Linked DNA regions of Anas platyrhynchos: region 1 is linked to region 2. The links are chromatin contacts, called in public Hi-C maps. All regions are on one chromosome and are shown on one strand. Each heading gives the region's core, a stretch centred on a gene start, on an enhancer-like site or on the middle of the called end of the contact. The rest is flanking DNA. Distances are from core to core; before and after follow the strand shown. Region 1 holds the start of AHDC1 (AT-hook DNA binding motif containing 1). Region 2 overlaps WDTC1 (WD and tetratricopeptide repeats 1).

Region 1 (5,169 bases), core at 1,891-4,390, 150 kb before region 2:
GAAAAAAAGCAGCCCAGGGTCGGGAACGGCCACGCAGCGGCCACGGCAACATCTGTGACTGCAGCTGGGGAGCGAGGCAGGCTGTGCACGGCCCGATGGCACGGCCCCCCTGCCCCCAGCTCTCCCCATCATTTTGGCCCCACAGAGCCAGGACCCGGTGCTGGCAGGGGTTTGGGGCCGTGGGGTTTGAGGAGCGAGGCGAAGCGCGGCAGGCACGGAGGTGTCGCAGCAGCAGCGCTGCTCTGCCGGGACGTGGTGCTGCTGGGTGGCACGGGGATGTTTGCGTTTTGGCAAAATCCTAAATGCAGGAGGGGTTGGCTGCCTGGGGAACGCCCTGCTCCAGGGCTTCAGAGTGTGTGGGGGGGCGAAGTCTCCTCTGCTGCAGTTATTGGGGTAAAATCAGGATGGCCCCTACATAGGCAGAGGGGCAGGAAGCCCCCAGCCCCAATTGGGGTTGGGGGATGCTGCTCTCCACCCCAAAGGCAGCCCCCATATCCAGCACCCCCCCTTGCCATCCCTTCCTCTCCCCCACCACCACGCACCCCGCTCCCCCCGCTGCACCCCGCTGTCTCCAAAGCCCCCCCAGCCCCCAGATCCCACCCGGGGGCGGCTTTGGGGGGGGGGGGGGGGGTCCCAGCTGCTGTCCCCAGTGAGCGAGGTCACCACAAGCTCTCGGGGGACAAATGCAGTGGGGGGACAAGGCAGTGGGGTCACCCGGTGACCCTATAACCTCAAGGAGGGTGGCGAGCAGAGCCTTCACCCCCCCTCCCTGACTTTGGGCAGTGGTGGGTGGGCACAGGGGGGTGTGGGGGGGATCTCAATCCGGTGCGGCCACCCCCGTGGCACGGCGACACGGGGCTGGGACCCGGGGACAGCGGTGGCCCCGGCTCGGCAAAGCAGCCGCTAGATGGTAGCGGAGGTCCACGCCAACGCTGCTGACACAGCACTTGGCTGCCAGAGGGACCGGGGGGCCCGGGTGACCCGGGGGGGCCCTGGGGACCCGTTTTGGCCACCCCCTTCCCCGCCCCGTGGCACTGAAGGGCTGGCCACGCGTGGAACCGGGACACGGGTGGCGTGGGCGCTGCGCCCCCGCCCTGACGCCCCCTGGCACCGCCGCCCACCGTCAGCTTTGGGGGCTCGGGGTGAGGGGGACCCCTCCCCAAAATCTGTCCCCACGAGCGTCCTGCCCCAAAGCAGCCCTGAGGCCAGCTGGGGACCTCCAGGGACCACCAGCGGGACTCAAGGGGGGGACAAACCCACTCCTGGGGACAAGCAGGGTCACCCAGCTCGATGGGGGGGTGCTGGGCACCCATGGGAGCCCGGCAGAGCCCCGGTGGGTGCCCCTCTGCAGGGACCCCGCTGCGAAGAGCCTCGCTTTGCTCCTCCTCGCCCGCTCCCAGCCCTGGCGAGGGCTCGGTGCCAGGCGGGTATATATATTTTATGATAACTATAGAGATGCACTTCAAACCTGACAAAGGACTTTGACAGTTTTAAGCATCTCTTTGATTAATACATGACCTTTTAATGCTTCGGATTAAATTAATAAATCTTTTACATTCCAACCCATTCTGCTTGCAGCGTAATGTTTTCTGCACGACCTCCTTCTCTCCCCGCGCACGCGAGGCATCCCCCCTGTCCTGCTGTCCCACGGCACCCGGGGCAGGTAACATCAAGGCACGGCCCCTGCAATATTCATACGGTGCAGAGCCCCGCGAGGCGAGCGGGGAGGGATCCTCCTCAGGTTTGAACCATCCCTAAAAATAGCAAGAAAATTCAAAGCTGACATTCAGGGCGAGGGGACGAGGAAGGCTGCAAAGTTGCTCACTCAGCCACCAGCAATTGCAGCGATCCTGTCTGCGTGTGCAGATTCCTCTGCTGACCGGGCTGGAGCGCCGGGCCTCCTCTCCGCAGGGTTTGCAGGAGCTGGGAGCGATGCAGATGGGTCCCCGTCCTCACCCCGTTCCCAAATCCGAGCCTGCTGGGGTGAGCAGAGCCCAGGGATGCAGCTGCTGGCATTTCGGATACGAAGCGCGGCGATGCGTCCATGCTGGAAGGCAGCTCTCCATCCGACCCCAGTTCAACCAGTTTGTCCCAGTCTGGCGGCGGAGCTGGGGAGCCCGGCACGTCTCCTGAGCGCCGATTCCCTCCCTGCCGCCTGTTGATCCCCGACCACAGATGAAAACCCAACGTGCAGCACGGCGGTGAGGCAGAGGGCTGCTGTGAAGCCAGGTGCTGCGTGTCTCCCTGCACCCATGTGTTATTTCATCGATGACTCACGTGTTATTAGCAGCCGAGCAATATTCCCAATTCCCTGGAGTTAACCCTTCACTCGTCACTCACAAAACCACGGTGTCACAACAAACATCAGCGGCATTATCCGCGTTAATTATATTGTATCTGGGAGCATTAACATCGGCGCAGCCTTGGAGGGAAGGCGCTGAGGATGCTCGAGGAGCCACGAGGAGGGAGGTCACGGGGCACGATGGCAGCTGGGGGACATCTCCCCGCCCTGCCACCACCGTCCTGGGTGGTTTTGGTCACCACCTGCGCCCCCCCGGGGTCCCCTCTGTGCCAAGGGGGACATAGCCAAGGGGGGACCCCTGCACAGCACCGTGCCCTGGGGGTGGGGGAGCGGGGTGTTAGCAAACAGAGGGGAAGTTTCCAGCGCTGCCAGGCCCTAGCCACGGCTAACTTAAAAAATAATAATAATTAAGTGGAAAAAAAAAAAAAAAAAAAAAAAAGGCTAATTAGGTGGCTTCAAGGGGGTGTGCCACGGGGGAAATTCGGACCGAGGATTGGGGCGGGGAGGGGGGGGGGTCTGCGGGCTGCCTGCGTGCCCCCCAAACCCCGCATCCTACCGGGGAGCGCAGTGCGGGTGCAACCCGGGAGAGGGCAGCAATGCCCCGTGCATCCCACTTGTGTGGGGGGGTGGGCATCCCGGGGGGTTGGGGAGGGGGGGGGGGGCAAAACACCCTCCGGGTGGATGCCTCCCCCCCCAAAAAAAAAAAAAAAAAAAAAAATTGAATCCCCCCTCCCCAAGCAGAGCGCGGAGATGCGCGCCCCTTGCGCGCCCCTCCCCGCTTCGCGCCGACGGGGAGGAGAAAAGCGGGGAGAGGAGAAGGGGCGGGGGGGGGGGAAAAAAGGAAGGAGGGAAGAGAAACGAGAAGGCGGGGGGGGGAGAGAAGGAAGGACTACAAGGCCCGGCATGCCCCGGCGGTGCTGCACGGCTCCCCGGGGTGCCGGATGCTGGCCGTGCCGCTGACAGCGGAGCGAAGCGGAGCCGCGGTCCCCGCCGCGCACGGAGAGGGCAGGGCGCGCCGCGCCGCCGGCTCCGCTCCCCCCTTTCCCAGCCCCCACAAAGCCGGGAGCGGCAGAAGGCAAGAGCGAGGGAGGAGGAGGAGGAGGAGGAGGAGGTGGAGGAGGAGGAGGAGGAGGAGGAGGAGGAGGAGGAGGAAGGGGGGAGGCAGCAGCAAGCCAGGGCTCTGCTGCGCTGTGTCTTTCTTTGCTTTCCGCAGGCGGCTGAGCGGCGGAGGCGCAGAGGGGAGGTCGGTTCCCCTCCGCCTCCCGCTCCGCTGCCTTTTGTGTGTGTGCGAGGCGAAGGGGGGGGGGGGGGGGGGGGAGAGAGAAAAAATTTGAAAAAAAAAAAAAGAGAGAGAGAGAGAGGGAGAGAGAGGAGGGAAAAAAAAAAAGCGGAGGAAAAAAAAAAAAAAAGAGGAGGAAAAAAATAAGAGGAGGATAAAAAAAAAATAGCCGAGCGGCAGAGGGGGAGAGAGGAAAAAAACAGGGCGAAAAAAAAAAAAAAATCAAATAGGGGTGGGGGGGCTGGGGGGGAAGAGGGGAAAGGAGGAAAGGCGAGAGGAAAAGAGCAGGCAGGGGACGGAGGAGGGGGCGGGCTGGCAGGAGCGGAGTTGCCTGGGGAGAATGTGAGCAGGAGGCGCTGGAAATGCTCTCGTTGAAGGTGGCGAGCGGTGCCGAGGGCTCCGGGACTCCCGCGGGCGGCCAGGACGCAGCCCCGGCGGACGGCAGGAGCCTCCCCAAGCGGGCGGGCTCCGGGGGGCTCGGAGCGCAGCAGCCGGCGGGTGAGTACCGGGGTGTCCCCGTCCCCCTTCCTCCTCTTCCCCACCCCCGTTGCCTTTGTGTGGGGCTGGGACCCCGGGGGGGGGGTCGTGGCTGGAGGTGGGGGGGTCGTGGGTGGGGAGGCGGAGGGGTAAAGGGGGGAGAAAGGGAGGGAGAAAGGGATCGGGGGTGTTGTTGGGGGGCACCCAGCGTGTTGGTAGAGAGAGAGGGTGGAGGGGGAGGGAGGCGCGGCCCCCCCCCCCCTCCCCGCCGTGTGTGTGTGTGTGTGTGTGTGTGTGTGTGTGTGTGTGCCCCCCCCCCGCTGTCCCCTCCGCCGAAGTTGCGCGCGGCGAGTTGGTGCCAAATTGCAGGAGTTTAATGGCACTTGGGGAGGGGAGAGGGGGGGCGAGGGGAGGAGGGAGGGGGAGAGGGGGGAGACGGGGCTGGGGGGGGCGTCCTGGCGATCGCCCCCTCCTCCCCTCCCTCCCCCCCCCAAGAAAAAAAATCCCCCGCCGTGCCCCATTTGCACGAGTTCAGCCGCCTCCCCCGGCCGGCCCCCCCCCCCGGCTCCCCCCGGGCTGCGAGCGCTGAGTGACAGCTGTCAGAGCCGGCTCCGTCCGCTAGAAGGCGGAACGGAACATGTCAACAAAATTTGGGGTTATCCTCGCAGCCCTGGGGGGCGTCAGGAGCTCCCCCCCCCTTTACCAACCCCCTGACCCCCAGGGCAGAGCCTGCCCCCCCCCGCAACCCGGCTGGGTGCGCGGGGAGCCGGCGGCGGGGGGCACCGGGGAGGGGGTGCTGGCCCCAACTCGTGCTCTCCGCGGTGCATTCCCCTTGCGCAGGGCTCGGCGGGTGCCTGTGGCTTCTGTCCCCCCCCCCAATACCCCAAAACGTGGTTGCCTATCGGATCCTTCCACCCACCCCCCCTGGCACCCCGTTTCCGAGCCCCCCTTTGCGCTTCTTTGGCACGCGCGCGGGGCACCGGGGACCGCGGGGACCCCAAAAGGGGGGGTGGCTGCGGCCACCCCGCGGGGGTCTCTCCGCCGGCGGCCTCGAAAAGCCCCGGGGAGGGAGGCCCGGGGGCAGGTGGAGGCAGCCGGGTCCCTGCTTGTT
Region 2 (5,103 bases), core at 1,316-3,815:
TGTTGGGGGCTTTCTGTACTGCTTTGCTGTACAGCTGGATGGCTTGAGTCCACAGCTGGCAAGCAAAAGCCTCGTTGGCTTGCTGCTTGATTCTCTCCAGATACGGAGGCAACTCTACCTGGGGACTGCAGGGAAAGAAGGAAAGAAGCACAGCTAAATGTCTCACTTGCTAACACTCCCATTGTTAAAGTTAACTGTTAACCCAGTTAAATACCTGCAGCGTTTTGTTCTAACTTAACAGGTCCCAGCAAGTATTAGCTAATACCAGAAGTTTCAAAGGTCCTGAACCCGAGTAACCTGAATTTAGGAAGAGGGAGTTTCTTTTTGACCATCATTTGATTGTTTCCATCTTTTCTTTATATATAGATGCACTCAAAATTCAACAGTGTTTTTTTTAAAGTCTCGTTCCTCAGACTTCACCAATATATCTGTGCTTTGACTGCATAAAAAAAAATCCAGACTTCCTTTAGCAGCATCTAATGGGTTGCAAATTCAGAAGGAAACCAAGTGTCTAAGTTCACAGGGCTGCACACAAGGCCCATGCTCAGCAAACCAAAATGAGCATCTCCGGTGCTGTGGTGGAGGGGCCATCTAGAGGAAACGAGCTGAAAGCATTCAGCAGTGGCTGGAGGAACCTAGACTACCCTTATATGGTATTAAGCAACTGTGTCTTGACTTTTAACCACATCTCATCAGCTGGAGGAAAACCAGTCTGCAAGATGTGCTAGAAGTCTGCTTCTGCTTCACCCCAACTGCTCTTTGTTCGTAAGGAAAAAAGGCAGCAGGGACAGTAAAAGAGGGCTCTCCATCAACCCCCAGCTCATATGCAAGGGTAATGACAGCAGTGTCATCGTTGTAAAGCAATTTTGGCAGCTTCAGTTCAGCTTGCAGCAGGCAGGTGCCTAAAAAACGGCCAAGGGAAGAAAGGCTCTTTCAACCCGACAGCCACTCCCATCTGTCAGATCACAGCCCCAGCAAGGTCAGGAAGTAAAAACCATGCAGGACAACTAAGAACACTTCGCTTCCAGGACTGAAAAGTCATTTCTTAGTTTTGTCTGCAGTAAATCATTGTAAGAGGGGAAAAATCCTAATGGAATATGCTTCTCCTAAGATGCTGTTGCCTGATTCGACTCAGGCTCATAGCCCACACACCAGAAACAAATACAACCCCTAGGACAGAGACCACTCAACAATCAAATCAACATGCCAAGTGGGTTTGCACTCCACACCTCGTTTAGCAGCACCTAACCCTGAGGAGAGGAAGAGGGCCTGAACAAAGCCATTGGCCCCTCACTGAGGCAGATCTATCACCTTACCTCACGTGTGCTCTTCCTTCTGACAAGCGGAAGCCATTGCTGTGCAGATGGATGCCGTTGGACACTCCATTGGTAGAGGTTTTTCCATTCTGCACTTCTGAAGGTTAGAAAAAAATATAATCATGCAATGGCTCAGTGTAGATTACACAAACTAATCCCTGAAATATCAGGGTTACATTTTACAGCATAACAAAGCCAATGCCACAGCCCCATTCAGAGCACAATGAAGCAGAATTCCACAATGCCACACGCTCCCATCTTCCAGCCACCTCAACTTGATTTGCCTTCAGAGAATCCTTTAGGTTAGAAAGACCTTCAAAATCATCAGGCCCAACTGTCCTGACATTGACCTGACATCACGTCCCATCACTAAACCACATCCCTTAGTGCCATGTCCCCAGGTCTCTTAAATAAATGCCTCCAGGGATAGGGAAGCCACCACTTCCCCGGCAGCCCGCTCCAATGCTTTACCAATCTCTCCATGAAGAAATTCTTCCTAATATCCAATCTAAACCTTAAACATAGCAACTTCTTTCTAAATGCCTTTGCAGTTTTCAGATGCACTGAGAAAAAAAAAACACAGGCCCAAGTTGTTTAACATTTTATAGAACAAGGAAGATGAGTGGAACCACTGGAGATATCTAGTAAGGGAATTCCAGATGCTTTTTTCCTTTCTTTTTCTTTTCTTTTCTTACCCTATTGCTCAAGGAGCAGTTACAAGCTGAAGCAATCCTCTGAAGGTCGTGAAGCCAGATCACTTGCCATTCTTATAGAAAAATATTCAAATTCAAGTTTTATAAACTGCATTTATGTTGTAGCTGGGAATACTCCCGCAGCCATTTCAGAGGCTGGGAAACTGGGGACTCTTTCCAAGCACTCTACTGAACAGCTCGGAGCTTTCAGTGCACAGAGACATGCATGCACACGAAGTTCAGCCTTTGTACAGATGCTGCTTTTTTCACAGCCCTTGCCTGAACTTTCTGTACCCAGAAGGGCGGAGCGTTTGCTGAAACTGCACCATGGTGAACCTGTTCAAACCCTGCTCTGCCATTTAAAGCATGACCTCACCAGATACCACAGCACAGATCACCCACATGCAGCCAAGGCAGAAGAGAACGGCAGGCAGGGCATCTACTCGCTACCAGGATGTGAGTGTTAGATTAAGGCCCAAGGCATGCTGAGTACACAGGTTGAACTCTGCCAGAGTGCTCCGAGCACAGGGCTGAGCAGGGAACACTCCCTGATAAGAAAGAGCCAGCCTCTGCCCGGGGACAGCGAGCTGGATGTTCACTGCACGCTGCCTGCAGTATCTGCGTACGAACAGGCCCTGTAAGAAACAGGGCCAGGAATAAAAAAGCTCTTGGATTCACTTACTTGTCGAGTAAATGAGTTTTTGAATCAACTATCTCACCACCAGGAAGGAGATTAGTGCCAGGCCAGACTCTCAGACCGGGGAAGAGATTGTTCTGTCTCCTTCTAATGGGCGTTTAAAGGGGTAACAGCTGCACAGTTTGTAAGTTTATAAACGTAAAAGCAGCACACCATTGCCATGTTTGTCCACATACAAAGTATTTCCTCCTTAGTTAAAGGCAGGGTGGTAGGACCTCAATCACTCTACAAAGTCTACTTTATCTGGAGGAGAATGCTTAAAGCTATACCTAAGTTGACACACGCACACACCCCTCGACAGCTCATTTCTTCCCTCAAGACACATTTTGTCGCTATGCATAAGGGTTTTAGAGCTCAGGGTATGAACTGCACTGCAGAAATTGCCCAGCAACAGCCATGTCATAATTCCTTTCCCTCATTCCTGCCCAGATGGGGCTGCGCCCTAGAAAGAGTTGCATTGTACATGATTTCCCTCTGCCTTGCACTCACTTCCATGACAGCATCACACTTACCCCCTGACGTGTGGCATTTCTTTGGGAGGAGGAAAGTGTATGGCCGCTGCTTGTAAGTTAGATCAAACAAATAGACCTGAGAGATGAAGAAAGAAAGACAAAAAAAAAAACCGTCAGTGATACATAGAGGCTTAAGGGACAGAAATAAAACAAGGCTAGATGTTTCCATGCTTGTTTTACTATTTCCAGTTTTTAACCTTGTTTATAGACATGTTCGCACTGAATAACAGCAGTACCAGTGTCTTGTTGCATGCCAGCACTGGATTCAGAGAACAGCACTGAGAAACAGGAGCCTCGTTTTACTCAAGAGGTACAAACCAACCTGTTCAAAAAGCTCTGACTCCAAGAAGATATTTTAGCCATTTAATTAATACAGTGATCATAAACAAATTGAAAGCTTAGCGGTAGAAAAGCAGTACACTAAACCAAGGTGTCTCTAAGCTGAAGCAAAGATTTCAAGAGAAACTTCAAACACAGCCCTGTGAAACCCTAATTTAAACTTGTACCAGTATAGGAATTGACAGCCCTTATCCATTCGTGTAATTCAGTACCTCCTCTTAAAGAGAAGTCCGAGTGTGAGAAAGATCTCTAGAGGACAACCAGAGTAACCTGCTCACAAGGGAAGTTCCTACTTAATCCACGCTGATTAATACTGTCAGGAGGATTTTCTCATTTCACTGATAAGCTTTACAAAAGAGCCACAAATATCACCCAGTGCTTAAAATTAAAGCAATCAATATCGCAGGTGAAGTCCTTTGCTTCTCTAAGTTCCTTACGTACTAGATTGTATTACAGAAGCAGTTTGATGTTTCGGGAATGAGTTAAGATTTTTTTTTTCTGCATCAAGAAAGGTCAGTACCAGAACTTTTCTTTCTCTTTCAAGAGAAGGAAAAGTGAATTGCAAAACCAGATCAAAATATCACATAAATTTAATCACTGATAGCATAACAAATAAATCCCTAGTACCAGGGGTTCAGTCCAAATGCATCAGAGAACGGTTTAAAAGCCAACAGTGTTATCCCACAGAGGAGTCACTACATCCGTTTTGAAGACAACCTATGGTGGCCCAACAAACACAGCCAAAATGTTAAACTTTCTACCAAACTTTGTCTTCTTACCTGCTCCCCTCCCATGTTGACCAAGAGCTCAGTGCCATCAGGACTGAAGGTGACATACGTGGCCACCAGGACTCTCAGCCGGTTGTTGTAGTCTGGAAGCTTCACTGGAAGGTGTCCTGTGGGGGGAAGAGGTCCATAAATATTAGTGTAATAGGAACTGTTGTCTTTGTCCTACATCAGCTCTTCCCTTTTACAAGAGGTTGTTAGGACAGCGAGGGCATGAAGCACATGCACCAAAGCAATTTTCCATTTCCTACTGCTGTCTGTTGAATACTTCCACCAGCTACCAAAACACTTAGATGTATGGAGCTGCCTTTTCACAAGTTCTAGATGCTATTTTTGCAAGGCCATTTCCATATGCAGACAAGACCAGATTACGACTATCTTGCTAACAACTGCAGGCTGCAGAACCCAGCAAATCACAGTTTTATGGATTCACTAAGGATTTAGCCTCCGTGATTTGTGGCCAACTGCAAACAAATAGCTCCTTTCTCAACTCTCTAATCACGTTTCCTTAATAAAGCTCTTAGCACAATCAAACCATGGCTCCTAAATATTCAGCTCACACAAGGGTTCTTTTGCTTCAGACAGCAGATGTGTTGCATGACCAATTCAGGGGACCTAAGAAATCCTCCAATGGGACTCATCAGAAGCAAGACTGTCAAAACTGGTCTGTTGAACATGCTGGTTTAAGATACTTTAAAAAAAAAAAAAAAAAAGTTTTGGGAAAAAAACAGTAAATGAGCACTGGAGTAGAATGACGTCTAG

The links. Hi-C and Micro-C count contacts between places; a contact is called where the count stands out from the background.
Region 1: a Hi-C map of small yellow follicle shows a contact between it and region 2, with 2.4 times the contacts expected there. The contact joins the promoter of AHDC1 here to the enhancer-like site in region 2. A contact is called at or near these places in 2 of 8 Hi-C or Micro-C datasets (small yellow follicle and subcutaneous adipose tissue).

Annotation. Positions count from the first base shown.
Region 1 is chr24:4,188,717-4,193,885 of IASCAAS_PekinDuck_T2T, reverse strand. It overlaps AHDC1 (AT-hook DNA binding motif containing 1), which reads left to right and starts at 3,140. Exons shown (of 7, transcript XM_038167196.2): 1 at 3,140-3,377; 2 at 3,959-4,079. LOC119713588 (a long non-coding RNA gene) reads right to left here and starts at 2,937. Exons shown (of 2, transcript XR_005260782.2): 1 at 1,826-2,937; 2 at 1,502-1,754.
Region 2 is chr24:4,035,858-4,040,960 of IASCAAS_PekinDuck_T2T, reverse strand. WDTC1 (WD and tetratricopeptide repeats 1) reads right to left here. Exons shown (of 18, transcript XM_013101581.5): 11 at 4,336-4,451; 12 at 3,218-3,293; 13 at 1,317-1,413; 14 at 1-125. Among named protein-coding and RNA genes, the nearest start is that of TMEM222, 15 kb to the left of the region's middle. Within about 2 kb of position 2,565, at least 4 of the 8 cell types and tissues checked have an H3K27ac peak or open chromatin away from gene starts, as enhancers often do. A contact at or near this core is called in small yellow follicle, where this site is marked.